Linked DNA regions of Sus scrofa: all the other regions are linked to region 1. A link is a contact called in public Hi-C and HiChIP or PLAC-seq data. All regions are on one chromosome and are shown on one strand. Each heading gives the region's core, a stretch centred on a gene start, on an enhancer-like site or on the middle of the called end of the contact. The rest is flanking DNA. Distances are from core to core; before and after follow the strand shown. Region 1 holds the start of SFMBT1 (scm-like with four MBT domains protein 1). Region 2 overlaps LOC100153598 (store-operated calcium entry regulator STIMATE). Region 3 overlaps LOC100153598 (store-operated calcium entry regulator STIMATE). Region 4 holds the start of ITIH4 (inter-alpha-trypsin inhibitor heavy chain family, member 4). Region 5 holds the start of LOC100153598 (store-operated calcium entry regulator STIMATE).

Region 1 (5,839 bases), core at 1,898-4,397:
TGTCCACCACCATGCCAACAACCACACATCCAAACCTGCAAAGCACTGCCTCAACTAAAAAGTCATCTTCTGACTAAAAATTCCCAGGTCAGAATTTTTAGTTATTCTAGATAGTAAAAAACCATAAGAACTGTTAGACCTTAGTAAATCAATCAATATATATCCATATATAAATATATGTATCTCAAAAAATACTTAAATACATTTGAACTATCTTTCCAAATAGTAAATTACATAAAAATCACTCTAGAGTTTCCAAAATATTTTTTCAAATGTATTTTAATAAAGATGCACATTGTGAGCACTTTTATGCAGAATCTTTCAAAGTATAGACCAAGATTTTTTAAATTTTAACTTTAAACAGTCACCAAATTTTAGAACTGAAAGCATGCAGAATGATGACCTATTCATCCTCCAATTGTGCAATAAGAAAAATCAAATCTATAAAGGGGAAGAAACATACTCCATACCTGAGATAAGGCAGCTAGTCAATGACAACAGTAGTTACAGAACTGTTTCCTGATCTTGGGCCACTCCCGTTTCCACCAGGCCGTTAGTTCTCTGACATTATAAACAAATCTCAACTCTGAAATCTACCTGTGGCCTAGAAAGATTCAACATACCCCTCAAAAAACCAGGCCAAAAGGCCCCAAAACGTACACAAGAAGACACTCATTTTCTGCTCTTCTCAAGACAGTAGACCAATGAACAACTACATTTTCAGGCATTTTACTTGCAAGGCAATAAAGTGTGACATCTTAAAAATGTGGTTCCAGAGGAGAAAGTACAAGCAGGGATTGATAAAATTCATCTTATTTCCCTTCAAATCTCTTTGATGTTTCTTGGCTCTCAAGACTATATTACTTCTAAGTAGGACTCAGGAAACCTCGCTCGCTGCGGTCCACCCGCATGGCTTTGAGTAACCCGCTGGGAAAAACCCCCACTAAATTAAAAAACCTGTCCCTGATAAGGGTGTGCTACACCACTCCCAACGCATAAGAAGACGGTGCAGGTGACCTGTGCTTTACGGCTCAGTTTCAGACCCCAGGGAGCAGCTGACATCTTGTGAAAAACTTAACATTGCATCCTTTCCGCGGGAATTTATCTCTGTTCTCACAAGGCGTTTCTACTTCCCACAAAGCAGGCCTGGCTTTTCAGAACACTCTGCTCGCCTCTCTACAGCTTCCTTCAAGGTCCAAAACCAGACTTTAAGGACAGAAATCGAAACGGTCACGGACCTCCGGAGCGGCAGGTCCAGCTGGGGCCGGGGGCGGGTTCCTGGCGAGCCCACGGCCAGCTCGCGCCGCGCAGGGGAGGCCCGGCGCACTCCACCACGCTGGCCGAAGCAACCGGTTGCGGCGGCCGCTAGACGCTTCACCTCTGCGCCGTGGCCGCCTTGGCCCTGTGAAGTTCGGACCGCTGCGCGGGCGGCGCGCCCCCGAGTCCTGCTGCGGGTTCGCGTCCCGGCCCCGGAGCGAGCCCGGGGGGCGGGTCCGCGGGGGCTCGGCGGGCGGGAGCGTGGGACGCGCGGGGAGGGGCGCGCGGCGGGCCCAGCGCGCCAGGGAACTTGGGCGCCCCCGGTGCGGCCGACTGGCCACTTTCCTTTCACGCCCGGGGGCTGCCGTGCGCCCTGCTGCCGGCTTGAGACGGCCGGCCGCGTCTCGCTACCGCGGCGAGGCGCCCAGGCGCGCTCCTGCCTCCCGGCCGGCCAGCGCGCGGGGCCTCGGGGGCGCGCCAGGCCGCGCGCGGGCGTCGCGCTCCCCCCGCCCCGCCCCCGCCCCCAACGTGCCGCCGCCGCCCGTTGGCGCCTCAGCCCGCGCGCCCGCCGGCCGCCGGCTCCCGGCGGATTTTCGTTGGCAAAGTTGCGCGGCCGCCTAGAAGGGGCCAGCAGGCAGTCCCCAGTCCCCGCGCCGCCGCCGCCCCTTCAGGCCGCCGCGCGGGAAGGCCCAGCCGGCAGCCCCGCTTTTTTACCTGCCGGGAGTTTTCGCGCGCTCGCTCTCTCAATAGCTCGCTTTTCCCCTCTCGCGCTCGTTTTCTTTCTTTCTTTCCTTCTTTTCGTTCGCCCGCGCGGACGCTTTTTCCGTTCGCGCCGCCTGCGCTCGCCCGCTCGCGCCCTCCTTCCTGCTGGGCTCCGCGGAGCGGGGCGGCAGGCAGCTCTCCCCGCCCCCCTCCACCCGCGCTCCGGCGGAGGCGGCGGCCGCGGCGCTCCGCACTCCGACTCATTCCAATATGGCACGGGCGCAGGGCGCATGCGCCCGCGCCCCCCCCACCATCCGCGCTCCTCCCGGCAGCCGGCGCCCCTCGCGCCGCGCGTGTGGCGCCCCCCGGCCCGGCCTCTCCAAGCCCTCCCGCGCGTCTGCCCGCCCCGCGGGACCTGTGCCGGAGGCGAGGCGACTGCAGACTTAAGTCCTGGGGGTCCAGAGCCACCCGCCGCCGCCGCCCGGCATGCTCCAGCCCACAACTTGCCCTGGACACCCCCTGGGCCGTGGCACAGGGCACGCGGTGGCGCCTCCCGCCCCCGACGGCGCTACAGCCCGGCGCGTTGGGGCCCCGACGGAGAAACGCGCCTCCCAGGACCCAGCGCCCACGCTGCCCCTGCTCGGACCCACGAGGGAAGGGCCCCCTCACCTCACCTCGGGTTGGATGGAACCCCGGGAACCAGGTGGCGTCCCGATGTCGGTTTTGGCGTTCGGGCCGGGGCGAAGCGCGATGCTGTCGTCCGCACGTGACAGCCTCTGGCAAGATGGCATTAGCGCAGGAACGCACCGAGCGGCGGCCTGAGCCCAGTTAGGCGCGTGTCGCCGCGGGAGAAGGCTGCGTCCGCCCGCCTGGCCCACGTCCGGGATCTGGCGCACCCTTGAGACCTGGGAGGGCACCTAACTGCCCCCTGACTGCGAAGTCAGACCGGAGCCCCGCGGCGCACCCGGTATTTCTAGGCTTCCGCAGGAGGCGCCCTGTAAATCCGAGTTTTCCTGCCGCTCGGGGCCCTGGCGAGGTGGCAAGAGACGGCTGTCTAAATCGGGCGGGAGAGCAGGGCCCCGGGGTCGAGACAGTAGCTCCTTAGTGACTATGAACCGGCCCCGCAACCCGAGGTGCCCACTTGCGGTTTACTTCTCCGAGCTCGTTCGCCCCTTACCCACCGAACACAGGTGCTGGTGGGACACTCGCCCGTCCCCACCTGCTCTGGAAGAGAGAAGGAAGTGCCCGAGCCTCGGAGACCTGGGAGTGCTCGGACTCCCGGTCCTGAGAGGAGGGCTCCGATGGGCGCTGATCACTGCTGCCTTTCAAGGTGGAGGAGTCATCCCCACCGCAAGGAATTCAGGGGTGCCAAATGCGGTTCAAGTCTGCGCTGGGAAATAATACCCCACTTTACAGAGTTGCTCACAGGCACGCTGCTGGCTGGATATTTTAACTGCCCCTGAAAAGACAATATGACAGCCAGGGAGGAAGAAAAATGCAAAAAGAGTAAAGTAGTATCCATAATACATGAAACTTTTCACACATTAAACCTTCCACCCACCTACACGTCTTTACATAGTAGCAACCACACATTGTCTTTTGTGTTTGCTACCATCACTAACATTTTTCTTTTGTTCACATGATGCATTTTTAATGTGTGCAGATATCTTCATCCATTCAGTCAGTCTCCTACCATTGCCTATTTTGGTTCCTTACAATTGTTTACTAACACATCCCTTAGTTCTGCCTTTGGGATAGATTCCTGGCAGTTAAATACCCAGATGAAAGGCTAAGCAAGGAAGGGCGAGGTGGGCTTGCCCCACAGTGCCAGAGGACTTACCAAAGAGCTGCTGCCCTACTCATTCTCCACCTCCCAGGAACAAGTGTAAAGAGTTTAATACACATTTCTAAGCCTTGGGTACCATCTTTTTTCTCCCCTATTTTAGCAGTGTCTGTTGGTAGTTCAAGGTTACTTCAGTATTTCTCAGTAAATGTTTATCCCTGCATTTACTATCTGTATTTCCCTTCTATAAATGATCTGTTCATGTCTATTCATCTTTTGGGGACTTGAACCTCTTCTAACTTCGAATAAGCATTTTTTTATGTTATATTGTTCCTATGTTGTCAGTGATCCAAAGTGACAGTCCATTGTTCTTTTTTTGTTTTATTCAATCTGTCATGCTAGTCTCTTGTGATTTTTTTAATTGCTCCAATGCTGATGAAGCGAGCTTTCTTCCACCCATCTGATAGTGTATTTTTCCACTGATTTTCTACAATTTTATTTATTTACTTAGTCTTTTTTGACCACTCCTGGCATTTGGAGTTCCAGGGCCAAGGATCAGATCCAAGCCCCAGTTGCAACCTAAGCCACAGCTGCAGCAACACTGGATCCTTAACCCACTGTGCCAGCCCTGGGATTGAACCTGTGTCCTAGGGCTCCCAAGATGCCACCAATCCCATTGCACTACAGCAGAAACTCTTGCACAATTTAATTTTATATTTAATTATTTGGCAATTATCCATGATAAGTTTATTTTGCCATGTGGTATCAAATATGGATTTAACTAACTACCGCCATCACCAATTTTTTTTTTTTTTTTGCTTATGGAGTCGCCATTTATTAAATAATTCTTTCCTTATCCTTTGCTTATTAAAATCTTTTATGCTAGACTTTTGATTTTGGTTGGTCTATTTCTGAATTTTCCATTTCCTTTCACAGATTTTGGTTTGAACAAATACCATGTGGATCTAAATATTAGTTCTTTAAAATAGGTTCTCACATCTGGTAGGTCTAGATATTCCCCTAATGGATTTTTATTTTATTCAGAATATCACTTGATATTCAGACCAGTTTAAGTCCATATACATTCTAGGATAATCGTACAGGCATTAAGAATGCTGGAGATGGGATCATCCAGATTCAGTACTCACCAGCCCAATAACCTTGGAAATGCGTATCCCTTCTAGGCCTTAGGGTCTTTGTCTATAAAATGGGGATTAGAGTAACACTTGCCTCACAAGCTCAAAGCTTGGCACATAGTGTATACTCAGTAAATGTCAGCTGTTGTTGCTGATATTTTTAAAAATTTATTTTATTAAAGTATAGTTGATTTACAATGTTGTGTTGTCACTGATATTTTTAGTTCCAAAGAAAATGGGATTTTGCATGGAGTTACATTAAACCTATGAATTAATTTAAACAGATCAACTATTCTATAATAGTTCATTTTCCCAACCAGGACATGTGCTATATCTTTCCATCTATTCAAATATTTAAAAACTGACACAGAAGCAAGCTCCCTCATTAACTCCAGCCTCTCTCCACTGCTCACTTTCATGACCTCTAAGGAAGAGGAAGAGCAGAGCCACAAGTTGAAACAGTTGAAAACTACCATTTAAGAGTCTGCCTTATGCAGGGCCCTGTGTGGGTGTAGGCATGTGTGCACATGCAGGACATCTTCTTTACCCCTTGCAATATCCCCCAGGGTAAGTCATGACATTCTCTATGGACAAAGAGCAAACTGGGAGTATCCAGGTCACTCAGTGAGAGGCAGAGCTAGACCACAAGCCAGGCGTGCTAGCTCCTCAACTTCTCTGCTGCTTAGAAATTTGGGCAGCTGTTAATCACAGAAGAGGCAGCTGCAGAGAAGCACAGAGAAAACTGATTTCTGGTTATGGCACACCCCTGCCTTAAAGCCTCCCAGGGCTTCCCATTGCACTTTGAAAGAATCAAAAGATCTACTTTGGCTTGTGGGTGATACTGGCCCTGACCACCCTACAAACACCATGCACCACTCACCTTGTTGCAGCTTAACTGTACCTGTCTCCTTTCCATACTATAAGTATGCCAAGGTCCTTTCCATCTCAGGACTCATGCACA
Region 2 (6,150 bases), core at 2,032-4,531, 220 kb before region 1:
AAAGTCATTTCAGAAGCACAATCTCTTCTAGCTAGATTTTAAGGGAGTTTTACAATTCTTTTGGCAAACTACCTGATGTTATTGAGAGAAGTTCTCAAAAACGACAGACCAAAATACTTTTTGAAAACTGTTTCTGAGATGGGGGACAGTCAGAAGCACTAGCAGGACAGATCTATGAACTGGACTAGTGTGTTTAAAAGTCAACAGAATGAGGGGCAACACATTTAAGATCAAAAGAAAATCTACTTGCTCAGAGTGTCCTCACTCCATATGCCCTATGTTTTAAATTTCAAGCTGACAGAAGAAAATGGTTTTTCCTTCCATTGGGCCTCATGTCACCTCTCTGAGTTTCATTGTTCTGAGTTTCAGAGCCACAACTTAGTGGCTTCTTTTTTCATTTAGATGCTTGCATAATTAGGTTTAAAAATGCAGTGAAAAAACTCATGTGTGAACCCACTCACACACACCCTTTCCTCCAACAAATCCAGACCATGCAGCCATGGTGGCAATGAGGGCACGTGCACTGGTTTTTCCGACCTGTTTCATGCGAGGGTCTCTCTGATGGTCCCCATGACCTCATCTTTTCAGGACAAACAAGCCAAGAATTCTCGTATGCCCCGCCACGCTGGACACCCTCAGGTACATGGGTGTTGTTTTTTGTTTTGTTTTGTTCTTATGGCTGCACCTGCGGCATAGGGAAGGTTCTGGACAGAGCCTGAATCCAGGCTGTATCTGTGATCTACACCACAGCAAAGCCAGATCATTTAACCTACTACCCTGGCCCAGGGATCGAACCCTTGCCTCCAAAGTGACCTGAGCTGCTCTAGTCATATTCTTAACCCACTATGCCACAGTGGAAGTTCCCATGGGTCTTTGTTTTTGTTGGAGTATCTCCTCAGGGTCTATCATGAGGAAGGGACCAAAGCCCACACACTACTGGTGCCCAAAAGACAGAAACTTTGTTTTCAAGGCTTCCACATGGGGAAGAGCAGTCTGGTCCCCAGAGTGTAGACACCATGGACAGCCTGAACCTGTCCTGCCCCTCAGGGCTGTGTGGCCTGTCCCCATATCCCATGTTGTTGTTCGCAAGTTCACCTTCTCTTCTAAGGACCATGGAAGCTCCTAGAAAACAAGCCCCTCTTCTTCACTCACCTGACAGCTGTGGGGCCTACCAGGAACTACCACCTCAAGTGGACGGGTCAGTTAACAGGGGTGGTGGGTAGAATAATGTCTACACCCTCATCCCCAGAGCCTGGCACTATGGAGAGTGGTAGAGGGGAGTGAAGGCTGCAAGTGGATCAAGGTTGCTAATCAGAAGGCTCTAAGAAAGGGAGAGCATCCTGGCCTACCCAGGTGGGCCCGATGTAACCACAAGGGCACTGGACAGTGGAAGGAGGTGGGGAAGGTCAGTGATACATGTGACAGAAACTCAACAGGCTACTGCTGGCTCTGAAAATGGAGGAAGGGGCCACCAGCCAAGGAATGTAGGCAGCCTCCAGCATCGGGAAAAAGCAAGGAAACAGGTTCTTCCCTTAGGCTCCAGAACGAACCAGTCCTGCCGACACCAAGATTTAGTCCACGAGCCCCATGTCAGACTTCTAAACTACAGACTCTAAGATAATAAATTTGGGGGTGGGGGGGTTTAGGGCCGCACCTGTGGCACATGGAAGTTTTTAGGCTTGTGGTCCAATCAGAGCTACAGCCACTAGCCACAGCAACGTGGGATCTGAGTTGCATCTGCAACCTACACCACAGCTCATGGCAATGCTGGATCCTTAATCCACTGAACAAGGCCAGGGAATGAACCCACATCCTTGTGGACACTAGTTGGGTTTGTAACACGCTGAGCCACTATGGGAACTTCCAAATTCGTGTTGTTTTAAGCCAGTAATTTTGTGGCAATTTGTTACAGCAGCAAGAGAAAAAACAGAAATTGACAGAAATACAAACCAGTTAACTGAAGACATCCCCTATCCTTCCTCAGCCTGGGGAAAAAGGACTCAGAAGGGTCCTCAATAGAGGGCAGCTTTATCTGGAAAAGGTGGGCACGGAAACAAAAGGCTCAAACAACAAGGATACCTTCTTCCTTTCGATCTCTCTTGGGGATGCAAACAAAAACATGCTGGGAATAGGTGGTACCATAATGCCCACTGTATCAGGATCAGATGTGATCTCCTCTCCCAGGTCACTGAGCAGTGTGACTGGCTGTGGGTGGCTCTCCTGTAGTTCTGCTCAGCTATAGCTGAGTCGAGAGCCCTGCCTTCCAGAAAGGATCTTAATAGCCAAGAGGAAGCTATGAGCACTGTTCCTGGAGATGGTGGGAGGCTTGGGTATCCCACTGCAGCAGCCAGAGGCCCTCCAAGCTGTTTGGGTGAGCTTCCTGCATCACTCCACCCCTCGGGTGCTTATCCTATAAAGGAAGATGATGACGCTTTGGTCCATGGGCGCTGAGGTCCATTTCCATCCTCCAAGCTGAGCAGTCAATGACTTGGAACTTCTCCATAGCCTTCCCTGGAGCCATAGGGGCACACACTGTGTGCTGGACACTATCTTAAGTCAGTGACTCATCAGGCATCAAGTAACAAGGCTAAGAAAAGCCCTCTCCTGAGGTCATCTCCCATCAATGGAGACAAACGATTACTTAAGATTTCTAGAAATACTAAGGTACTCACAGGCAATTCCATGAACCAGCTCCCCTTTTAAATGTCAGGCCCTTGCGAGTCTTCAGCCATTGGGCCTAGAGCCGTGAGCTCTTTGGGAGGTATAACCAAGAAATAAGAGTGGGATCCAGACTCCCTCCCTTTTGTCTCATGTGCTCTTTTCATGGCAAAGGCTCCACCAATGAAGTTCCCATGAACAGGAGCCCCTGGCTCCAGACAGCAGGGCCTGCTGTGAAGGTGCGAGAGGGGGAAATCCCCAGAGGGCAGTAAGGCCCAAATAAGCTCCTCTCACCAGCAGCCCTGCTGAGGCCACATCTAGCTGTTTGCCTAGGGGTACAAAGCAAAAGGCATTGCATTTGTGCTTGGAGCCAGCACGAAGGCAGCTTTCTACACACTGTATCCCATGGGGACTGACGAGATGAAGTGGGTCAAAGCTGTGCCAGCATCCAGGGGTCACCTGTTTTAAACCTTGTCTCAGTGAGTAAGGATGCACCTGGTGCCCCTGGTGACCATACATGCCAGATGCTCGGTGGGCAGCCAGCCCACGGTCTGGAGACAGCAAATGACTTGGGCCCCAGGGTGGGGGGATGGGCCCTCCAGTCCTGATCTTTGAACTCCAGGAGTGGAATGGCCCAGAGATAAGACAAGCAGACATGCAGTGGAAAGAGAGGTAGCTCCCTACCAAACACCTTCCAAACTGAGAGCCGCCCCCATGCCTCTAGTGAGGTGGGCACCCTTCACACCCCATTCTGTGTCAATGGTACGTTACCATATTCGCCAAAACGTAGGGACTCCCACTGCTGCCACTCCACCAGGACGCTAACAGCACGCACACCCACGTATATGAGCAACATGCCCACAGTGGCGTCCAGGAGGAAGTTGATGAGGTACCTGTGAGGAGAGGGCACAGTGGCATGGTCAGGAAGCACCATCTAGGGAACTGGGTTCTGTGTGCTTGCAGGGACAAGGTCAAGGCTGGGGACCCAGCACTTTGCGCCACCCTGTTCTGGGAGGCAGGAGCCTTAAGGGTGCAAGTGCAGGAAGCTGAAGTGCTCACTTCCAGGAGCCTAGGAAAGCCTCCCTCCCCAGGACATAGCATTGCGAGGGACCAAGAAACTTGAAAGATCTCAAGTGTTCTTGCCAAACAAAGACTGACACAAAGCAGAGTGCCTGGGAGCAGCCAAAGAGGCTGACAGGAAAACAGAATTAATAAAAAAAAATTTGTTCAGTAACTCTTCCCTCCCAGATGGTCTGGCCCTTCCAAGGCCCCAAGACAGCGCAGCACCAGAACATCCGGGGAATGGCCCCTGGGGTTTCCCAGACCAGAGCTCATCCCTGTGCTTCAGAGCCTGCTATGGAGGAAAGAGCAAGCATTTCCAAAGAGCGAGCTTAAGTGCTACTCGGAAAAGGCAAGGTGCTGGAGGAAGGAGAGGAGGATCAGAAGAGCATGCCCACCCTGACCTCTTGGTCTTGTGGGGTCTGTTTCCATTTGTCCGACACGCATTTCTTCCTTCACCAAGGAAAAGCCCCTTGCCCACTGGTCCTCCCTTGAGGGCCCTGTACTCAGATCTCACTGGTCAGCAATAACCAAGGCCCCAGCTTCCCAACCCTCTGGGAGGCCACATGGCTTGGAAACCATCACCCCCAACCCCAAGAGAAGCATCAGATACCACAGACCAGCCATGGCACTTTTGAGTTGCTGAGACTTGAGACATCTTATGCAGCCGTACAGCCCTCACCCGAAGGCTGGCCCCAGTGACGTGCATAGCACTCTGAAACCTGAGGGAGCACACTCGTGGTCCTGCCAGCCCTGGAGGGGCAAGAAAACCAGAGGGAGGGGTTGCATTTTCCTCCTGCGTGCCCTTCCTCTTTAAAAGCACAAGGGGTCACTCTTAGACCAGATACTAGAGAAAACATAGCAACTGGTTCCCAGGCACTTTCTGCAAGTTCACAAGCTGAGCTCTGGCTCTAGGCTAATGCTGCTCTCAGATGCTTAAACTGCACTGGTTTCAAGTGGTTCTGGTATCTGAGACCCATCCTGAAAATATCAAGAGCTCCTGATACACACATATGCATTAGTTCATTCAATGCCCTCACCAAACTGATTTGAGCCTACTACTGTATGCCTGGCCTTGGGATTAAAGACAGAAAGCTCTAGACTTTATACTCAACACAGGCAAGACTGGCAGACAACAAGGTATCCTGTGGGCCCTGGAGCCAGATTGGCTGGGTTCAAATCTCAACTCCGTCACTCTTTAGGTGTGTGAACCTGATTAAGTTATATAATCTCTCTGTGCCTCAGTTCTCTAACTATAAAATGAGGATAATTAAAGTATCTATATTGCAGGGCTGTCATGACGATCAAACAAGTCAATACCTGTGAACAATGCCTGCCATAGAGGAAGCACTCCACAAATGTGCTGTTAGAATCACAGCCCAGATGCCACAAAAGCTGAATAGCCACCCAGAGTAGTAGCCCCAGCACTGGGGCCTCCTGCAGCCATTGGAAAGAACTCAACTCCCACATCCCTTTGCAAGTTTCTCCTCTCCTTGAACTGACTGGCTTCCCCTCAGGTCTGCAGACTCCCAAGATGCCCCTGGTCCAGCCTAAGACCTCTCCAATCTATAACCAGTCACGGGGCACGGCAAGGTGGTGGGGCTGGAATGGATCCCACTGCAGCAGTCGCTCCTCCACAGGCCAGGACCTCTCCACTGTGTGGGGCAAGGCCCTGCTCTGCCCGCCTAGTCTCCCCGCAACGGCTCTTCAACTGACTGCTGGAGCTCTGGTTTTAACAATATCCTCTGACTGAGCTATTAACATGTTTGATGATAAGTGTTCCTGGGGCTTCCAATGCTGCATATACCCATCATCTCATGAATCCTTCACAGTGATCCTGGGGATCGGGATGAGGAAACGGAGGCTTGGAGAAGTTATATCACCTTCCCGCAGCCTGGATCCTCAGTCAAGAGCTCTTTTCACCACATCTACCCCATTTGGGCCTTTTCTCCACTGGCTGAGCACTCGAGATCTCTCAGCAGCCCCTATTCCATCCCAGCTGTGATCTAGCTTATCAATGTCCCCCTTAAAGCTGGATCATCGTTTTGCAGAGGCCAATGGAGGTTCAAGGGAGAGTGGTGTGGTCAAGGCAGCACCAGGGGATGGAGTCCCCGAGCTCGCCCAGTGCCAGCAGGATGAGGAGCTGGCTCTCAGCTAACCAAGATGATTCACAAGGGGGTGACACAAGCTTGCTGCTGGGCTCGAGGGTTGGAAGGACAAGGCCCTTTCCTAACCAACTTCCCTATGGGAGGATCGCCCTTCTGGTCCCCTGATTTGGGACTACAAACACACAGACCACAACCCATCCAGGTCTTAAGGTAAGACCCCAAAGAGGGAGACTTTACAACTTCCTTCTGAATCTGGTCCAGGACTAAATCTTACTCAATGAGAGAAGCTTAAAGCAACCTTTCAGTCCAAATGGTTCTAATTACA
Region 3 (5,838 bases), core at 762-3,261, 190 kb before region 1:
CACATACACACACACACACAACTGAGTCACTTTGCTGTATAGCAGAAATTGACAGAACATTATAAGTCAACTATAATTCAAAAATTTTTTAAAAAAGAAAAACAAAAATAAACAAATGGGACCTAATTAAACTCAAAAGCTTTTGCACAACAAAGGAAACCATAAACAACATGAAAAGGCAACCCACATAATGGGGGAAAATATTTGTAAATGAAGCAACCGGCAAGGAATAATATCCAAAAATACACAAACAACTCAAGCAGTTCAATATCCTCCCCCCCAAAAAAAATAAAAAAATGGGCAGAAGACCTAAACAGATATTTCTTCAAAGAAGGCATACAGATGGCCAAAAAGCACATGAAAAGATATCAACACTGCTAATTATCAGGGAAATTCAAATTAAAACTAAAATGAGATATCACCTCACACAGTCAGAGTGGCCATTACCAAAAATCTACAAATAATAAATGTTGGAGAGGGTGCAGAGAAAAGGGAAACCTTCTGCGTGGTTGGTGGTAATGTAAACTGGTACAACCTCTGGAAAAACAACATGGAGGTTTCTCAAAAACTAAAAATAGAACTACCCTATGATCTAGCAATCCCACTCCTGGGCATATATCCAGAAAAAAACATAATTCAAAATGATACATGCACCCATGTTCATTACAACACTATTTGCAATAGCCAAGACATGCAAGCAACGTATATGTCCATCAGAGGACTGGAAAAAGAAGATGCGGTACATATTTATACACTAGACTACTACATAGCCATAAAAAAGAACAAAATAATGCCATTTGCAGCAACACAGATGGACCTAGAGATTATCATACTAAATGAAATCAGAGAAAGACAAACATCATTTGATATCACTTACATATGGAATCTAATTTTAAAAAGGTTATAAATGAACTTATTTACAAAACAGAATCAGACTCACAGACTTTGAAAACAAACTTACTGTTACCAAAGTGAACAGGTGGGGGGGGCACATTGAGGATTTGGGATTGGCATGTGTGCACTATTGTTTATGGGATGGATGGTCAACGGGGACCTGTCATATAGCACGGGAACTCTACCCAATGTTCTGGGATAACCTATACGTGAAAAGAATCTGAATAGGAACAGATATGTTTATGTGTATAACTGAATCATTTTGTTGTAGAGCAGAAATTTTCACAACATTGTAAATCAACTATACTTCAATAAAACTTTAAAAAATGAGAAAAAAGCATAACTGTTTTGGAATTAAACCACATAATTTGAGAGCCGTATGGTCCATGTTGGGCATAGCCTGAGAGAAGCAGAGTTAGAGGCACATTAGGGACAGTAAGAGGCTCCTGACTGATGGGTGAAGACAAAGAAGGGCTTGAGGCTGAATGATGACGGATAAACTGAGCTTCTATGGACGTGGTTATAGGAGGTAGCAGTCCCCTTTACACCTCTTTATCTGACAGCATTTCCCAAACCCCCCTGCTGCAGGTATAGCACAGGAGGAGGCTTGTGACTCCAGCAGGCTTCTTGGCAGAGAGCTTCTCTTTGCCATGAAAAGCCACAGACACAATTCAATTACAAAATAAAACATGAGGAATGTTCATATTCTTACAACTAAAGTGTAATCTTGAAGCTGGAAGGTGATCACAGACCACACAGCAGTCACTTTAGCGCCTGGCATTTCAGAAAATGATACAACAGAAGACACCCTGGATGCTGCTGCCTGGCAGGCTGCGGAAATCAGCGTCACAGGCTCCTTGTTGGACCGTAGGTCCCTGTGTAAGATCAGGGACCCTGGGATGTGAGCAGGTTTCTACCCCCGCCTCCTGGGGTGGGTGAGCTCCAGCAACCATGAACTCATGCTTTCTAGTTCATCCCTGGGGGAAAATACTCCCCTTCCAATGACTTGCAGCAAGAAAAAAACCCTTTAGTTCTGGAGGCTTCTGCCTAGTGAAGGCTGCTGACCTGGACACACCCCTGATGGCCTCATTTCTCAAGCTGTACTATGCACCAGTGCCTCATGAAACACAGCCTTCCTGTACAGGCTAACAGGCTGTCTACTAGGGCAAGGGCAAGCAGCTCCATCCCCAGATCCACAGCAAGCCAAGCAGCAAGCAACCCCCACCTGTGCCCGCTGGAGATTAGTTCATAAGCTGTGCAGTTTGGATTCTGAGTCAGAGCCAGAAGGGTCTTTGAGGGGCCAACTCCCTCAGTGTAAAGGGTGAGGAAAATGGTGGGGGGTAGAGGTGAATTCTTTCAGGATCACCAAGTACTTATTAGCAGTGAAGCTGGGATGAAATCTGAGTCACCTGATAGGCCTCTAACTGGCACCGGCTGGGCCAGTCACCTCAAACTACACCTCACTGGTTTTATGAACCCCTGACTCCAATCCCCAAAGGACAGCAACTCCTGAGGGGTAAGTAAATCCACCTTGACTGATCCACCTTGAACCAGCAGTCAAGGAGGAAAACAAGTGTTTTTGCACTTTCTGTAAATTGTAAATGATCATCCCAACAGCCAAGCCCCATTCCAAACCTCCCTAATGCCCCCTAGTGGTGTGAAAACCCCAGAGGTACTCAGTGTCTTCAAGTCAATTTGGGAAGTTTCAGGGAGATACCGAGGTGGCCTGCTGGCTGCCTCCCCAAACCCACGGGCCCCCATCTTCCTTACTAAGGCAGTCTCCCTTCAGGAGCCTGCCAACTCTGTTCACAGCCTTCCCTGCAACTGGTCTAGGATACGGCCTTCCGGTCTAGGACAGTTTTAAACCTAGGCTGGGCCAATTTTCAAAGAGAAATGAAGAGCCAGGAATTCCTGCTATGGTGAAAAACTGACTGGCAGTGTCTTCAGAGCACTAGGACGCAGGTTTGCTCCCTGGCCCAGTGCAGTGCGTTAAGGATCCAGCATTGCCCAAGTGTGGCTTAGGTCATGACTGTGGCTCCGATCTGATCCCTGGCCTGGTAACTCCATATGCTGTGGGGTGGCCAATAAAGGAAGGAAGGAAGGAAGAAATGAAGAGCCAGGTGATTCTTCTTTTATTTTTTGCTTTTTAGGGCTGCACTTTCGGCATATGGAAGTTCCCAGGCTAGGGGTCAAATGGGAGCTACAGCTGCTGGCCTAGACGGCAGGATCCGAGCTTCACCACAGCTCATGGCAACTCGGGATCCTTTAACCCACTGATGGAGGCCAGGGATTGAACCTGCATTCTCATGGATCCTAGTCAGGTTCGTTACCGCTGAATCATGACAGCAAGTCCCAAGCCAGGTAATTCTTACGGCAATGAACTAATAAAGGCAGTCCAGCTGGGAGTAGCTTAAAATCTAGTCCATGCTTTAATTAATAGTTTTATTATTTTAAGCAAGTCACTTAATTATTCTGGACCTAAGTGTCCTCAGTTGTCTACTTAATAGGGTCAACATGGGAAGAAAAACAGCAGCAACAAGTAAGCAGTGAGGCTGCCTCCCAAATACCATCCTTCCATCTAGCACTCAATCCAGGAATTTTATTCTACACAACAACCGTGAAAGGTATCATCCTCATTTTACAGATAATGTCAGAGGATCTGCCAAAGGTCAAAAGTGGCACAATCGACATGTGCCTCTAACATCTTCCTGATTCCAAAGCCCTCATCTCCCCTGTGCCATCTTGAAAAAGTCTAATCCAAGACAATGCTAGTTCTGGTAAGGCTGGTACCCCAAGGTAGAGAGGGCCTAGGAGGCTCCCTGAGGTCAGGGCCCATCTCTTTCACTCAACAAGTTCTCTGGACTCTGGTCCACTTCCCTTAAATGCCCCCTCACAGTGCAGCTGAGTGTGCTAAGCATACCATGCCTTGCTTAAAAACCTTTCAGAGTCCACCCCACTTCCTCTTCCTTGGGGAACATAATTCTAACTTTTTAAGTTGGCAAACAAGGTCCCCATGGTCTGGCATCTCCCAACTTAGCTGTTACTCACATTGGCTCTCTGGCTTGGGAGAGTCCCCAACATTTCTCCTGGATGGCTCTCGGACTTTCGTTCAGACATGTGAACTAAGATGTGCTTCCCACAGTTCCCATTGTGGCGTAGTGGGTTAAGAATCTGACATAGTGTCTGTGAGGATGTGGGTTTGGCCCCTGGCCTCATTCAGTGGGTTAAGAATCTGGTGATTGCCACAAGCTGTGGTGTAGGCTTCAGATACGGCTTGGATCCTGTGTTGATATGGCTGTGGCGTAGGCCCCAACTGTAGCTCTGATTTGATTCCTAGCCCAGGAACTTCCATGTGCTGAAGGTGTGGCTATTAAAAAAAAAAAAAAAAAATGAGTTCCCGTCGTGGTTCACTGGAAACAAATCTGACTAGCATCCATGAGGACATAGGTTTGATCCCTGGCCTTGCTCAGTGGGTTAAGGATCCAGTGTTGCCACAAGCTGTGGTGTAGGTTGCAGTCATGGCTCGTATCCTGAGTTGCTGTGGCTGTGGTGTAGGCACATATGCCACAGTGCAGCCCTAAAAAATAAATAAATACATACATAAATAAAACTGTGATTTGTACTTAGCAATGGCCTACACTTCCCACGTGGAACCAGAACAAAGCTAGAGCAAGCCGTGCTATCTGCTCCTGAGGTTGGCCACTGGAAGAACTCTCCAGATGCTGGTGCTCTGAAAGGTGAACACAGGACCAAGAGCAAAAACAGGAACAACCTGGGTAAAGTGATCAGGGACAGCTCAGGTTGGCAAAGTCCCATGGGCAGGCAGGGCTGGTCCTCCCACCTCACCACCAGCAAGCAGGGAAACACGGGACATGCTCAGGAGACAGTGACAGGAAGGGGGGCTCAAGGCCAACTCAGAAGGCTCATAAGATCACTCAACAATATATCTCATTTGGCTCTTAGCTAAGAATGGGAGACATAGCATGAAATGAAGTTGGAGACGTTGCGGAATTCCTTCTATAATCAGAGGGAGAAAAACATCTGAACCAACATGTCACTGATTCAAGAAACACCATGAAATGAGAGCCCCGTCATCACATTCTGATCTAGAAGGAAGAGCTGGTCAGTCCCTAGTGCTGGCTGAGTAGGCACTGGCAGCAGGGAGTGCCATGGTCACAGCTCTGTTGAGGGCACCCTCTCCCAGGCAAAGGACCTCTGATGAACCTGCCTCCTATCATTCAGAGCCACCACTGCCCCATTCCTACAGCAGGCTTGCTAGGCCTTTGTGCCAATCCCTCCCTCAACCTGTCCACTCAGGACACAGTGCCTCAGGCCCTGGGTCCTTCTCAATCCCCAAGCGACCTTCTAAACCTCCCTGCCTTACATCTTGCTCACTCCCTCCCACTGTGATGCTAGGAAGCAATTCAATCAACTTTTGCAACCTCCCATCATACAGGACAGTGACTCATGAGTGGACTCACACTTTCAAAATCGAGACGTTTTAGTGGTGGGATTTCAGACACCAGAAAAGCTTGGTGGAAAAGCTATTTTAAAGAGAAAACTTTTTAACACCCCTCAGAAACCACACCCCATGGATACACACCATCACCCTTCAGATCACATGATTCACAGAGAGGAGTCAGCTGGGTCCAGTCAGACAGCAGAACCTGCTAAGACCGGCAAACACCTGGTCAGAGAGCAGAACCCACTGCAAATGACGCCAGAGACCTACAGAACCTGCAGGCTTAAGACAAAGTAAACCTGCCCTGACTGTGGATCTCACATCCACAACTCCTGCCTTGACCTGGGGTAGAGATGGCAGAAAAACTTCAGAGGGCACCTGCAGGAGTTCCTGCTGTGGTGCAGTGGGTTAAGACTCCAACTGTAGAAACTAGGGTTGCTGCAGAAGCATGGATTTGATCCCCAGCCCGGGGCAGTAGGTTA
Region 4 (5,570 bases), core at 2,126-4,625, 240 kb before region 1:
CCTGCTACATCACGAGAGAACTCCATTTTGTGTGCCTATTGACACAGTGACTCCTAACTTTACCTGAGCCCACCCATTTATTCTGCAGCTACTGTGGATACGACTCTGCGTGGGGCCCTCGTGCAGATGGGGGCTCTGCAGGCCTCCATCTATCCTGGGACATGCACTGTGTCAGTAAACAGGACTTTTACTGAACAACCAGGACCAAGACTGCAGAGAAAGCAGGGCTGAGCTAGGCCCCAGCCTCTCTTCTCCCTTCCTGTCTGGTCCCACCTTCCAACTACCCCTTTCATGCCACAGACTGTGCCCAGACTGGCCAGCCAGCAGCGAAAGCTTTGAGACCCATTTCCCACAGCCCTGGGTCCAGCTGTGCAGGGAAGGCTGAGGAGGGAAGAGATACTGGCTCCCAAGCCAGTGGAGACACGGGCTCAAAGCCTCTGCCCCCCCTCCTCTGCAGCTTCCCCTTTTTCCCACCAACACTGGTCAGGCCACTCTGGAGAGAAGTTGGCTTCTGGAAAAGGAGGTTTTGGACAACTTGGTCCCTTGGGGTGAGGACATAATCCTGGTGGCCATTTTGGGGGAGACTGAGAGAGAACTGACTGGGCTGTTCTTCTGGAAGGAAAATGAATCCCCCAGAAGCTCCTCATGGAGGCAAACATAAGCCTGCTCCACCTGGGACTGCTGTGAAAGGGTGAGAGTGTACAGGGGTTGCTGGGAGAGGGCAGCCAGGGCGTTAGGATCAAGTGTCCCTCCTCCCCACCGTCCTGGTCACAATTTAACTCTGGACTAGGGATGGAGCTGGTGCTGGGCCATAGGGCTCCTCCTCGTAAATGCCCAGTTGGGGTCCCCTGCCCCCTGCTTCCCTTTCATGCAGCAATAGGAGCGGGGCTCAGAAAGGAGTGCAAGTCCTGGGCCCTCAGATGTGACAGGATAGAAGCTTGCCAGTCATGGCACCTACACGGGAGGCAGGGGGCAGCCTGCAAAGCCCATGCTGCAAGTTGGGCAGTGTAGATCTGGCTCCAGGGTTAGGAAAAGCAGGGCTGTTTGGGGGTGGGGTGGGTAGAGAGATAAGAAAGAGCCAACCACAGGGACCTTGCCCCCACCACAGGTTTCCAAAAGTCTCAGGGTGTGCTGGGGCCTCCTCCTGAAACACTTGCTCTCTGCCTCATCACCCATCACCCTCCCTGAGTTTCCGACATCCGCCTTTCTCAACCACAGCCTCTCCTGTGGGGCCAGGGACAGACAGAGTTCTCTTGCATTTAGCAAATATTGCAAAACTGAGTTGGGAAGGGGGTGGGAGGACAGTAGAGGACGTGGTGAGTATCACAGGGTCCAGGCAAACTCCAGGGAACTCCCAGTGCAGCCTCTGACCCAGAACAGACCCACCTCAGTGGTATCCCAGTTGAGGGTGGAGGACCAGTCTGCCATAGAACTTCTGTGACAAGAAGGTGGTCCCTCTCTCCTTGAGGCAGTGCTTCGTTGCAGGGCAGCCCAAGGGCTAGGAAATGTTCTGTATTCTGAGCTGGAATCTGCCTTTTGGTGACTCCCTCCTACCTAGTCTTGGCCTCAGGAGGCCCCAAGTCTGTACTTCTCAAAGGTGAAGACACAAAGATGCCATGATTCTCCACCTGCCACCCAAGCAGCCTGAGGGATAATGGATGGATGAAGAGAAGGAGAGATGGATGGCAGGAGGGATGCAGCAGGGGCGGGGTGGGGGCATCTCTGACAATGCAAGACGTTCCTGGCTTAAGCCTGTGGTCCCTGTATTGCCTACAGGTGGGGCACATCCACCTCAGGCATAGATTCTGGCACACCTCACATCAGAAGAAGGGACTCTCTTCTTGATGGGGCACAGGGGCCATGGCATCACAGGGGAGAGGGGCCAAGGAGGAGGGCAGGAGGGCACCTACATGGAGAAGTTGGTGATGAAAGCCTTCTTGGGCAGCTCCATCTGGAAGGTGGCCTCCTGCACAGCACTGCCCTTGTTGACCACTCGGCTGGTAACGACTGTGTGGGCAAATCGGGACGAGACCTTGGAGTCCACGGTGAGACTGTAGATGTTGATGTCATTCTGGACCAGTGAAGGAGGAATGGTTTGATTGTTCCAACTGCTCTTCAAGAGTGGGTCTCATCCTTAGTCCCAGACCAAGCCCTGGCCCCCAACCTAGCCACTGATCAGGTCTCAGGCCAAATCCCATGAAGTATTTCAAATGTGAACCTTGGTCTCAAATCAGAGGCAGATGTGTGCTTCCTTCCCCACCTGACAGGGCCACGGGGCAAGGGCCCATCTGTCTTGTTCAGTGGGGGCCTTTGTGCCCTTTGGAGAACAAGCAGGTAAGGGGTGGGGAGTGGAGTCTGAGCACCAGCGTATCTGGGAGGGACTCACTTATCCCTGGGGCAGAGGTGAGCAGCAGAGGGCCCTGCCTGATCAAGGAGCTTCCATGCCATCTTAGCTTTGCCCAGTGAAAATGCAGTGAACAAGTCCTTTGGGGAAAAGAGCTCCTGCCAGCCTCCCCCCAGGAACCTGCAGGAGCTGGGAGAATTGGAGATAAGTAGGGTCCATCTCTAGGGCTGGGCATCTTCTACACTGCCGCCATTCCCCCCACAGCCACAGGGCCTCCCTGATGTTCTGTCCCTCCCCACAAGGCACTCCCCAGGCCTGTGTGCTTCACCTGAGGTCTGCGGTCTCCAAGGAAGAGCAAGTGCACACAGGCAGAGTCTACACAGCTCCTGCCTGGCTGCATACGGCACGCTTGTGCTTAGCACCGAGGTGCGTGGTGGCCCACTGGCTTGTTGACATGTGAGTATCTGCTCTGTGCCAGGCGCTGTACTCAGCACTTTATAGCACTAGAAGGTCCACCTTTGCCACAAACCTTGGACCAGCTCTATGATCAACTTGTTCTCAATGAGGAAATGGAAGCAGAGAAAGCATCAATAACTTCCATGAGGTCACACAGCCAGAGAGCTAAGAGAGAAGCCTGAGGCCCATTCCTATCCACCTCTCCCCTCCAGGGCAACTCGCTAGACTGCACCTCCTGCCCTTGAACTGGAAATAACAGGATCACCGCTTCAAGTAAATGCAGGACTCTTCATAGTGAGAGTCCTAAGAATGCTGCCTGGCGGATGGGCAGCATCACTTCTCTGTACACACACAATGACTTGTGCTCATTTGCACTTACACACTTGCACACACTGAGGCTCTCCTCCCCTTCACCCACACACAAGCTGGCCCCACTCACACTCGGGTGCACACACAGAGGCGCCTATGGACGCCCTCTACCTTGTGGGCCGTGGTGCTCTGAAGGACAGCCAGCAGCAAGGGCAGGACCAGCAGAAGGCCGTAGGCACCAGTAGGGGAGAGGGTCTTCATTTTGGCTCCTCTGCCTGTCAGGCTGGCTTCTGAACTTAAGAAGAAGCGTGGAATGAATTAGTAACTTGCCTGCTGCCCCGCCCCTGTGGGGGCAGGTTCTGGGAAATTGGGATCTGCACGCCAAAAACCCCAGCGGCTCAGATAAGCAGGCAAACTATGAACATCCTGTGGACCTTGACTGGGGACGGGAACATGTACTGAGGAGGGGCAGGCTTCAGGTGGCAGTGGGTATTGGCGCCCCACCTGAAAGGTCCAGAACCTTCTCAGGCCACTACCACCCCTCATACCAGTCATTCCACTAAGCCTCCCAGGGCTGGGGGACACGCAGTGAACTGGCCAGCTCTCTTTAAGCCCAGAATGGGTGAAGCAGAGGGATAGCCAGGCAGAGGAGGGCCAGAGGGTGGCTTCCAGGAGGCAGGGGCCAGAGGCCAGGTCAGAGTGACTGGGCAGTGGGGCCCCAAAGGCACCCAGCAGTCCTTGGGGTGCCCGAGTGGGGCACGCTCTGCTGGGGCCAAAGCAGGATGGCTATATGCCTTACTTCTGGAGCGAGAGGGGCTGAGCCAAAGGGCCTCCCTTCTCTCTGTTGGGGCCCCACTATTCTAGCCAGGACTCTTTGTGCAACTCCAGCAAGGCCTCCTAAACATGTGGTTCGCAATACAAAGTGAAAGCCATAAAGAGGCCCACACTTTGCGGCCCCGAGGTCTCACTCGATCCAAGGAATTTCCTGAAACAGAAGCACAGAACAGAAAGCACAGAGCTCTTGAAAGGGGTGACTTGGGGGTGGGGGGTATGTATGCTTAGGCGGCCTACGTGGAGGTCAGTCACGCCAAGGGAGTCCGTGAGTCACAGCTTGAGAACGGGTAGAAGGCCGATCCATGCCAAGGTGGTGCCGCTGTTGTGAGCCCAGACCCACGAGAGGGTGGCTAGAGGGTCTGGGGTAGGACTACCAATGACTTTTTTCAGTTTTCCTTTAATAAAGTTGAAAGGCTGCTTTCCTAACAAATAATAAAGTGAATAAATATTAGGGGTTCTGGACGCAGCTAGTGCTTATGTCCTTGTGGCTTTGAAAGCTTGGCTCCTGAGTCCATGGCCAAAGATGGGATAAAGATGCTTCAGCAAAGTGGCCAGGTGCCAAATCCTGGGTCAGGGAAGAGGGCTCAGTGGCACTAGGGGAGCTAGGGGAGGGCGCCATCTTCAGGGCCTACTCGGGGTCTTGGGGCAGTGACTTTACTTGCAAGGGTCAGGAAGGCGGCTTCCCTTCTAGCCCTGCCTCGGTCAATGCCAGCAGCACACGCCTCTAGGGAAGGGCATCATAGACCTCAGAGCTGTGTCTGTGGTTGCAAGTGAACATTCCCCTTCCTTAGCATGACGACAGCCAAAAGCCTCATCTCTGTGAGCACCTGTACTGCCCGCCCTTTGGCTCTGGATATGGCTGGGATTAAACGGGAAGACGTACTCCTACAGCAATCTGGGGAAAGAGCCGCCCCCAACCCTGAGGAGCCTAGTGAGCAGGCCTGGGCCCTGTCCCCACAGGTCTGCTCCCTTGGGGCAGAGAGCACAGGCCTGGCCTGAAAATAGCTAAATAAGGAGGCCGGGCTGGCCAAGAACGTGGGAAAGCCTCCATGCAGCCCGTCCCACCTGCCCAGGGGACTGGCAGGACGTCACTGCAGGCATCGGCCCCTAGCCAGTCACTGCCACTCCAGCCCTGGACCGTCCATGGTCTTGCTGTCCCAGCCGGGCAGGCCTCTGCAGTCCCCTGAATCTGACAGCTCCACACACAGAGACACTGAGGCATGAAGTGGAAAGAATCTTGAAGCGCCGGGGAGAACCTGGTGCTCATGTGGCTCACACAGAGCTGTGGGAGTGGCAAGGTGGGGCCTCGCCCCCAGTTTGGGAGCGGTGATGGTAGCTCAGGAAGCGACTGCCACTGGCCAGAGAGGTGCCTCGACCTGGCTTTGTCTTTGAAGTGGGGGCAAGCTGGCAGGGAGGCGATATAAACAAGGGGAGGGGGCTTTGAGGATCCTGAGCCTGGGGGTCCCTGGAGGCACCTCAGTGGTTTCTGTGGAAGACAGGGGTGGGGGGAAGGTGAGCCCCAGACCCCGCCTGCTTCACTCTGAGCAGTGTGACTATGGCCCGTTTTACATAATAGTCTCTCCTGTCACATACAAGGGTTAATGAGGCTCAAAAAGGGAGGGGAGAT
Region 5 (5,869 bases), core at 2,356-4,855, 160 kb before region 1:
GAGATCTAAGATATATGAGAGGCTTCCGCTAGGTAACATTTACCTCCAAGTAAAAAACACAACAAACTATAAATGGAGGAAAAAGTGATTTTCTGGGAAGAAAAAGAAAAAGACAGTCGTCTGAGGATTCACTGAAATCAGAATGTGAAGTGATGAAAGTACCAGATAGCCTGTCTGGCAGAGAAGAGACCACTTTATTGAATAGAGCTAGTCTAAGAGGAAGAGATTAGTACCCTCCCCAAACTGGGGAAGTTTCAGAAGTGTCTGAGCCCACTGCCCAGTGGGACAATAGCACCCAGAGGGAAAAACTGTGACTCCAAAGAGGACAGGGACTGTTAGTTTCAACTGCTCTGGAGAGATGGTTGGTATTTAAAATATGTTTGAAGAAACCAATGATGGAATTGATAAAGGATGGAGTGGCCTCATCTTAACAAACCAGACCTCCCTGAAGGGCTGCAAGATGAGCAGTCTTATCATGGGAGGCTCCACTTCTGACAGCAGCTATGGCAAAACGAGGAATGGGCCGCTGCACCAAGAAGACTGCCGAGCAGCTTGCAGGTGCACTTCCTTGAGATCAGCTCCACCCCCTTTCCTTTTTCCCAGCAAAGTCCATTCCAAAATGTAAACTCCTTAAGAGATTTCCTCCCCTTCCCAGCCTTGCAAAATGGAAAAGCTCCACAGTTCTACTTCAATAGAAGCAACAAGTCTGAGATAAGAAAGGTCCTTCCCTTGGTCCCAGTCAGTGAGACTCTCTTTGGGCAGCCATCTGCTTGTAGGTGGGGGAATAGGGCTCTCGATTCATGTCCATGCCTATGGCAAGGGAAGACACATTCTAGCCTTTCCAGCTCTTCCCCTCATCACCCCTATTCTTCATTGTCCCAGAACCCATTACCACAAGCTCTCTCCATGTCTAGCCTAACACTGAGTGAGACACTGCTTCCTAGTCCCACCTTTGTATAGAGAAAATACCAACTACAGTGGGATTTGCACTTGTGCTCACTAAAGATTAAGTAAATAAGTGACTGTGTCCCTCAAGACCTGCAGGGCCAGCACCGGTACTCTGAACACATTCAACCCTGCACACTTCTCAGCTCTGAGCAACTCTGCCCTGTCATAATCACATTTCCCTCTGTGAGTCGCAAGTATCAAATCCGGGGGAACAAGTGGGACCATCAGCATCAATTAATCCCATGAAAACAGCCAGGGCTCTGCTAAGAAATCTTAGGTTAGGGAACAACATAAAACCTAAGCCTGGAGTTCCTTCAGAGAGAAAGGAAGGCCAGCAGGAGCAGAAAGAAGTGGAAAGGGGAGTGCAGACCCACGTACAATGTCTTAAACGCACATATATACAATTCATGTGCCCAAGTCAACAGCTGATTTTGGCTAAGTCATCAGAAATTATTACTGTGGGAACAAGTGGCTATTTGTTCAACAGGGAAAACAGCAAGACAAGTAGAGACTGAAAAGCAGAGAAAGAGTAGCAAACATATACAGTCTGGGACTTGCTGCAAGACTTATGAAGGCCGGACGACCAGAAAAAAAAAAAGTGGTGTTCAAGAACAGCCTCTTCAGGAGTTCCCATTGTGGTGCAGTGGTTAGCAAATCCGACTAGGAACCATGAGGTTGCGGGTTCGATCCCTGGCCTTGCTCAGTGGGTTAATGATCCGGCGTTGCCATGAGCTGTGGTGTAGATTGCAGATGTGGCTCGGATCCCGCATTGCTGTGGCTCTGGCGTAGGCCGGTAGCTACAGCTCTGATTAGACCCCTAGCCTGGGAACCTCCACATGTCGCGGGAGCGGCCCAAGAAATGGCAAAAAGACAAAAAAAAAAAAAAAAAAAAAAAGAAGAAGAGCCTCTTCAAGAGTTCCTGTCGTGGCTCAGTGGTTAACTAGTAACCATGAAGATGTGGGTTCGATCCCTGGCCTAGCTCAGTGCGTTAAGGATCTGGTGCTCCTGGGGCTGTTGTGTAGGCCAGTGGCTGCAGCTCCGATTCAACCCCTAGCCTGGGAACCTCCATATGCTGCAGGTGTGGCTCTAAAAAGACAAAAAACAAAACAAACAAACAAAAAACCCCAGTCTCTTCAGGGTTATCTAAAGCCTGGGAGAATTCACCCAAATAAACCCTGCATCATAAACAAGCAAAGCTGCAACTCTGGCAACTGGACGCTACATGACACAAGCACACACCACCAGAATCCTTCCCAGATGCCAAGGAGCATACTTTCTGCAGGAACTTCCCACTCTGCCCACGTGAACACAGTGGGGAAGTTTTGAGAACAAGTCATTTTGGAATTAATGCTTCTGTAAATATTTATGACCCCTCCTTCCTCAAAAATGCAATCATAAGGGCACTAGACTTCTTGTTACTTTAATAAAGGATATGCATTAAGAAAACAATATAATCCCTCACCACATGGCATACATGACATGCTGGAACTTCTAGTTTTCCAAAGGCAATCTGGGACTTTCTTCCCCCTCACGAAACTCTGAAGGAAGGTCCCCTGGTGACTTAGCACAGGGATTCCAAGACCTCCTCAGACCCTGAATCTGTTTCTCCATTAAGCTCCTAAGTTGCCCAGGTCTCTAGGAAAGGAAGGATACTTGAAATGCAAATAAAGGTGGATTGGGAGAGAGAAGAGCCAGGGGAGACTTGAGATGTAACTTAATTAGCAAAGCTTGGGACATATATGAAACAGGTGGGCCTCTTCAGGGAAAGGAGAGGAAAAAGGAGATGTGGGGAAGAAGGCAGTATGGGTGAGTCCTACTCTGACAGAAACAGAAAATTAATCTCGGTGACAGGGGCCGGGAGGGGGCGAGAGCCCTTCTGGAAACGGATTGCGGGGGGCCTAACAAGCCAGGGGCCCACCAGGTGCAAACCGGAGAGATTAAGTCTTGGAGAAGTGAAGGTGAAGGAAAAGACTCATTATCAGACTGGAGATTTAGGGATGAGGATTCAAAGCGCGAAGGAGAGGCTAAGATGAACCTATAAGAGGGGGCAGAAAGGAATATGCCACCCGGGGGTCATGGCCGCAGGCTGGAAATTGGAGTAGCTTTAATTCGCACTGACACGGTTGAGGGGGTCACCTCTGGCTAGAGGCTGCTGCGATAAGGCGAGGGACTCAGGACCTGGGTCGGGGGCAAGAGCTCCCCTTCGCCTGGGAATGCCCAGCCTTGGGCTCGCGGGAAGAGGGCACCTCCACCAAGGGCCCAGGACCCCAAGGCCTGAAATCCTCAGGCAGGAACGCCCCCGAGGCCGGGCTGAACCCGCGGCTCGCGGCGCAGGGTCTGAGGAGGGGCGGGGGTCCCGGACTCACGCAACAACGTGCTGAAGGCCACGACGCCGAGCAGCCCCTGCAGGAAAATGCCGAAACTGTGCATGAGTGCGCCGCTCTCGCAGCGGCCCGCCCCGGACGCGACGGTGGAGGGCGGCCCGCCTGGCAGTGCGCGGCTCGTGTTCCCGGCAGGGCCCTGCATGGCGACCCTGGCGAGGGGCGCAGGGCGCCGCAGCCCGCCCGCCCGGCCTCGCTGCCTGCGGGGTCCGCGACGCCCAACCCAGACTCCAAAGCTGGGAGCCGGTACCTACGCCCCGCCGCGGACTCGGCGCGGCGCGTAACCCGACGTCTGAGATCGCAGCGTCTGATTGGCCAGGCCCAGCGTTGGGGCGGGCTCTGGCTGCTTCAGCTCCCCCCCCCCCAGGGGTGGGGATCCAGCCGGCGAGGGGGCGGGGTCGCGGGTCTCCACCACAGGTGGAACCCTGTGAGCTGGGCTGCCACAACCCAGTTGAGAGCCCCGCCCCGGCTCCGAGTTCCAGGTCGGGAGGGTTGGAGCAGGGAAGATCTGTGGCTAAACTTTTTCTCCTCCAAGATAAACTCATTCCCTGAAGAATTTATTTAAAAATACTCCTGGATTCCACCCTCAGATTCCAATTCAGTTATTCTGAGATCGCGGGCAATAATTTGCATTATCGGCAAATAGCCTGGATTATTCTGAAGCAGGTCATTGAGTAAACAATCTGACTATGCACACAAATATATTCCTTTCAGCCTAGACGTTTGGCGTCTTTGCTGGGATCAATACCCTGGCCAAAGGCTCATCTTAGATTGATTAACCAAGCCCCAAGTCGACTCCCCCCCCAAAAAAACCCGTAATTTAAACTATTTAAATTTTAATCCAGTTGCCTTTATACATGCATGTGAACATATCCCCTTCTTGTTCATTTTGAACGTGATTCACAAAAGAAAACCAAGTTGCTGGACTTTTTCTCCAGAGCCTCCCTCCACACACGCATATATTTACTTACACCTACCTAACTCTGACTTCTTGGAACCTGCACTCTGCCTCTTCCAGGGCCTCTAATCCCTCTCCACTTTACCTACCCTCTCAGCCCTCTCTGTCTTTGCTCCCACACCTCTTGTTGGTGCTCTCCAGTGCCTGATCTTCCTGCTGATCGACTTAATACCAGTGTATGGTTAGTATTATTCCAGTAGACATTGTGGTACATTTGTTGAACATTAAACACTGTATCGAGGGAAATTTTCCCTAAAGATAGCCACAAGAAATTCCAATTACAAGAGTTCCTGCTGTGGCACAGCAGAAACGAATCCGACAACCAGGAAGTTGTGGGTTCGACCCCTGGCCTTGCTCAGTGGGTTAAGGATCTAGCGTTGCTGTGAGCTCAGGTGTAGGTCGTAGACGTGGCTGGTATCCCGCGTTACTGTGGCTGGCAGCTACAGCTCCGATTAAACCCCTAGCCTGGGAATCTCCATATGCCATGGGTGCAGCCCTAAAAAAAAAAAAAAAAAAGAAAAAAAGAAAGAAATTACAATTACATAAAAGGGTTAAATGCTATCCAAAAGCCTTCTTGGTTAATAGGAATTTTTTTTTTTTTTTTTTTTTTTTTTGTCTTTTTGCCTTTTCTAGGGCCACTCCCACGGCATCTGGAGGTTCCCAGGCTAGGGCTCTAATCGAAGCTGTAGCTGCTGGCCTACGCCACAGCCACAGCAAGGAGGGATCCGAGAGCTGCATCTGCGACCTATAACACAGCTCATGGTGACGCCTGATCCTTAACCCACTGAGCAAGGCCAGGGATCGAAACTGCAACCTCATGGTTCCTAGTCGGATTCGTTAACCACTGAACCAGGAGGGGAACTCCAGTTAATGGGAATATTAACTTGATTTTTCAGAGGAAAAATGCTACTGGCTCCCTACAGCCAACTCTCCAGCTTTCTCTTACAATGCACTTCCACATTTTTTTGTACCTTCACATGCATTCTAGTTGAATGGAATACTGTTCCCTTTTCCTTACTCTATGAACTGCCACTCATGCTTCAAGTCCTGCCTGATCTTCCTCTCCCTGTTGTACATTCACATTACTTTGTGTGAGCTGACCCACTAGAACTTTTCACACTGCTAAACTAGGTACACACCTCTCTCTCAGCTGAATGAGAGCCTCCTGAGGGCAGAAACTGAATTTTACTGACCCTTAAATCCAACATAGTACCTGGTACAAAAAGCATTCAACAAAATGCTTTTTAAATTAAACTGACTTTTAATTTATAAAATTTAAAACTCTCCACAAGTACTGACCATGGGAAAATACAGAAAATAAGGTTAAGAAAATAATAGGTTAAGGGAAAATTGCATTACTGTCTTTAAGTCTAAGAAGATCCCTTACAGGTATGCTCAACAGTTACAGTCCAGTTCAGCGAGAACCAAACAAAAGGATGTGTACTCAAAGCAGAAGAAATTATAGCTGGGCATAAGATTATTAATTGCTTGAAGACACAGCTCAAGGAAAATTGCACACAGAGCTGAAAAATGAAGTTTTTCACAAAGCAGTACTCTGCACATCCAGATGTGTTGGAATCCT

Evidence for each region. Hi-C and Micro-C count contacts between places; a contact is called where the count stands out from the background. HiChIP or PLAC-seq counts read pairs in DNA pulled down with a chosen protein or histone mark.
Region 2: an H3K27ac HiChIP or PLAC-seq map of alveolar macrophages shows a contact between it and region 1. The contact joins the enhancer-like site here to the promoter of SFMBT1 in region 1. A contact is called at or near these places in 2 of 5 promoter capture datasets (fetal liver and liver), 12 of 47 Hi-C or Micro-C datasets (brain, embryonic fibroblasts, heart right ventricle and 7 more) and 2 of 2 datasets of contacts at active chromatin or transcription factors (alveolar macrophages and skeletal muscle).
Region 3: a contact with region 1 is called in an H3K27ac HiChIP or PLAC-seq map of alveolar macrophages. The contact joins the enhancer-like site here to the promoter of SFMBT1 in region 1. A contact is called at or near these places in 2 of 5 promoter capture datasets (fetal skeletal muscle and liver), 5 of 47 Hi-C or Micro-C datasets (alveolar macrophages, embryonic fibroblasts, liver and 1 more) and 1 of 2 datasets of contacts at active chromatin or transcription factors (alveolar macrophages).
Region 4: a Hi-C map of liver shows a contact between it and region 1, with 2.3 times the contacts expected there. The contact joins the promoter of ITIH4 here to the promoter of SFMBT1 in region 1. A contact is called at or near these places in 1 of 5 promoter capture datasets (fetal liver), 4 of 47 Hi-C or Micro-C datasets (embryonic fibroblasts, heart right ventricle, liver and 1 more) and 1 of 2 datasets of contacts at active chromatin or transcription factors (alveolar macrophages).
Region 5: a Hi-C map of liver shows a contact between it and region 1, with 2.7 times the contacts expected there. The contact joins the promoter of LOC100153598 here to the promoter of SFMBT1 in region 1. A contact is called at or near these places in 3 of 5 promoter capture datasets (fetal liver and liver), 11 of 47 Hi-C or Micro-C datasets (alveolar macrophages, brain, embryonic fibroblasts and 5 more) and 2 of 2 datasets of contacts at active chromatin or transcription factors (alveolar macrophages and skeletal muscle).

The regions. Positions count from the first base shown.
Region 1 is chr13:35,177,927-35,183,765 of Sscrofa11.1, forward strand. SFMBT1 (scm-like with four MBT domains protein 1) reads right to left here and starts at 3,148. Exons shown (of 22, transcript XM_021068955.1): 1 at 2,634-3,148.
Region 2 is chr13:34,958,135-34,964,284 of Sscrofa11.1, forward strand. LOC100153598 (store-operated calcium entry regulator STIMATE) reads right to left here. Exons shown (of 10, transcript XM_021068951.1): 4 at 3,430-3,551. Among named protein-coding and RNA genes, the nearest start is that of ITIH4, 17 kb to the left of the region's middle. Within about 2 kb of position 3,282, at least 7 of the 83 cell types and tissues checked have an H3K27ac peak or open chromatin away from gene starts, as enhancers often do. A contact at or near this core is called in alveolar macrophages, fetal liver and skeletal muscle, where this site is marked.
Region 3 is chr13:34,988,865-34,994,702 of Sscrofa11.1, forward strand. The region is part of intron 1 of LOC100153598 (store-operated calcium entry regulator STIMATE); the gene reads right to left. Among named protein-coding and RNA genes, the nearest start is that of ITIH4, 48 kb to the left of the region's middle. Within about 2 kb of position 2,012, at least 8 of the 83 cell types and tissues checked have an H3K27ac peak or open chromatin away from gene starts, as enhancers often do. A contact at or near this core is called in alveolar macrophages, liver and skeletal muscle, where this site is marked.
Region 4 is chr13:34,940,494-34,946,063 of Sscrofa11.1, forward strand. ITIH4 (inter-alpha-trypsin inhibitor heavy chain family, member 4) reads right to left here and starts at 3,376. Exons shown (of 27, transcript NM_001001537.1): 1 at 3,281-3,376; 2 at 1,911-2,071. The coding sequence starts at 3,370.
Region 5 is chr13:35,014,205-35,020,073 of Sscrofa11.1, forward strand. LOC100153598 (store-operated calcium entry regulator STIMATE) reads right to left here and starts at 3,606. Exons shown (of 10, transcript XM_021068951.1): 1 at 3,315-3,606. The coding sequence starts at 3,474.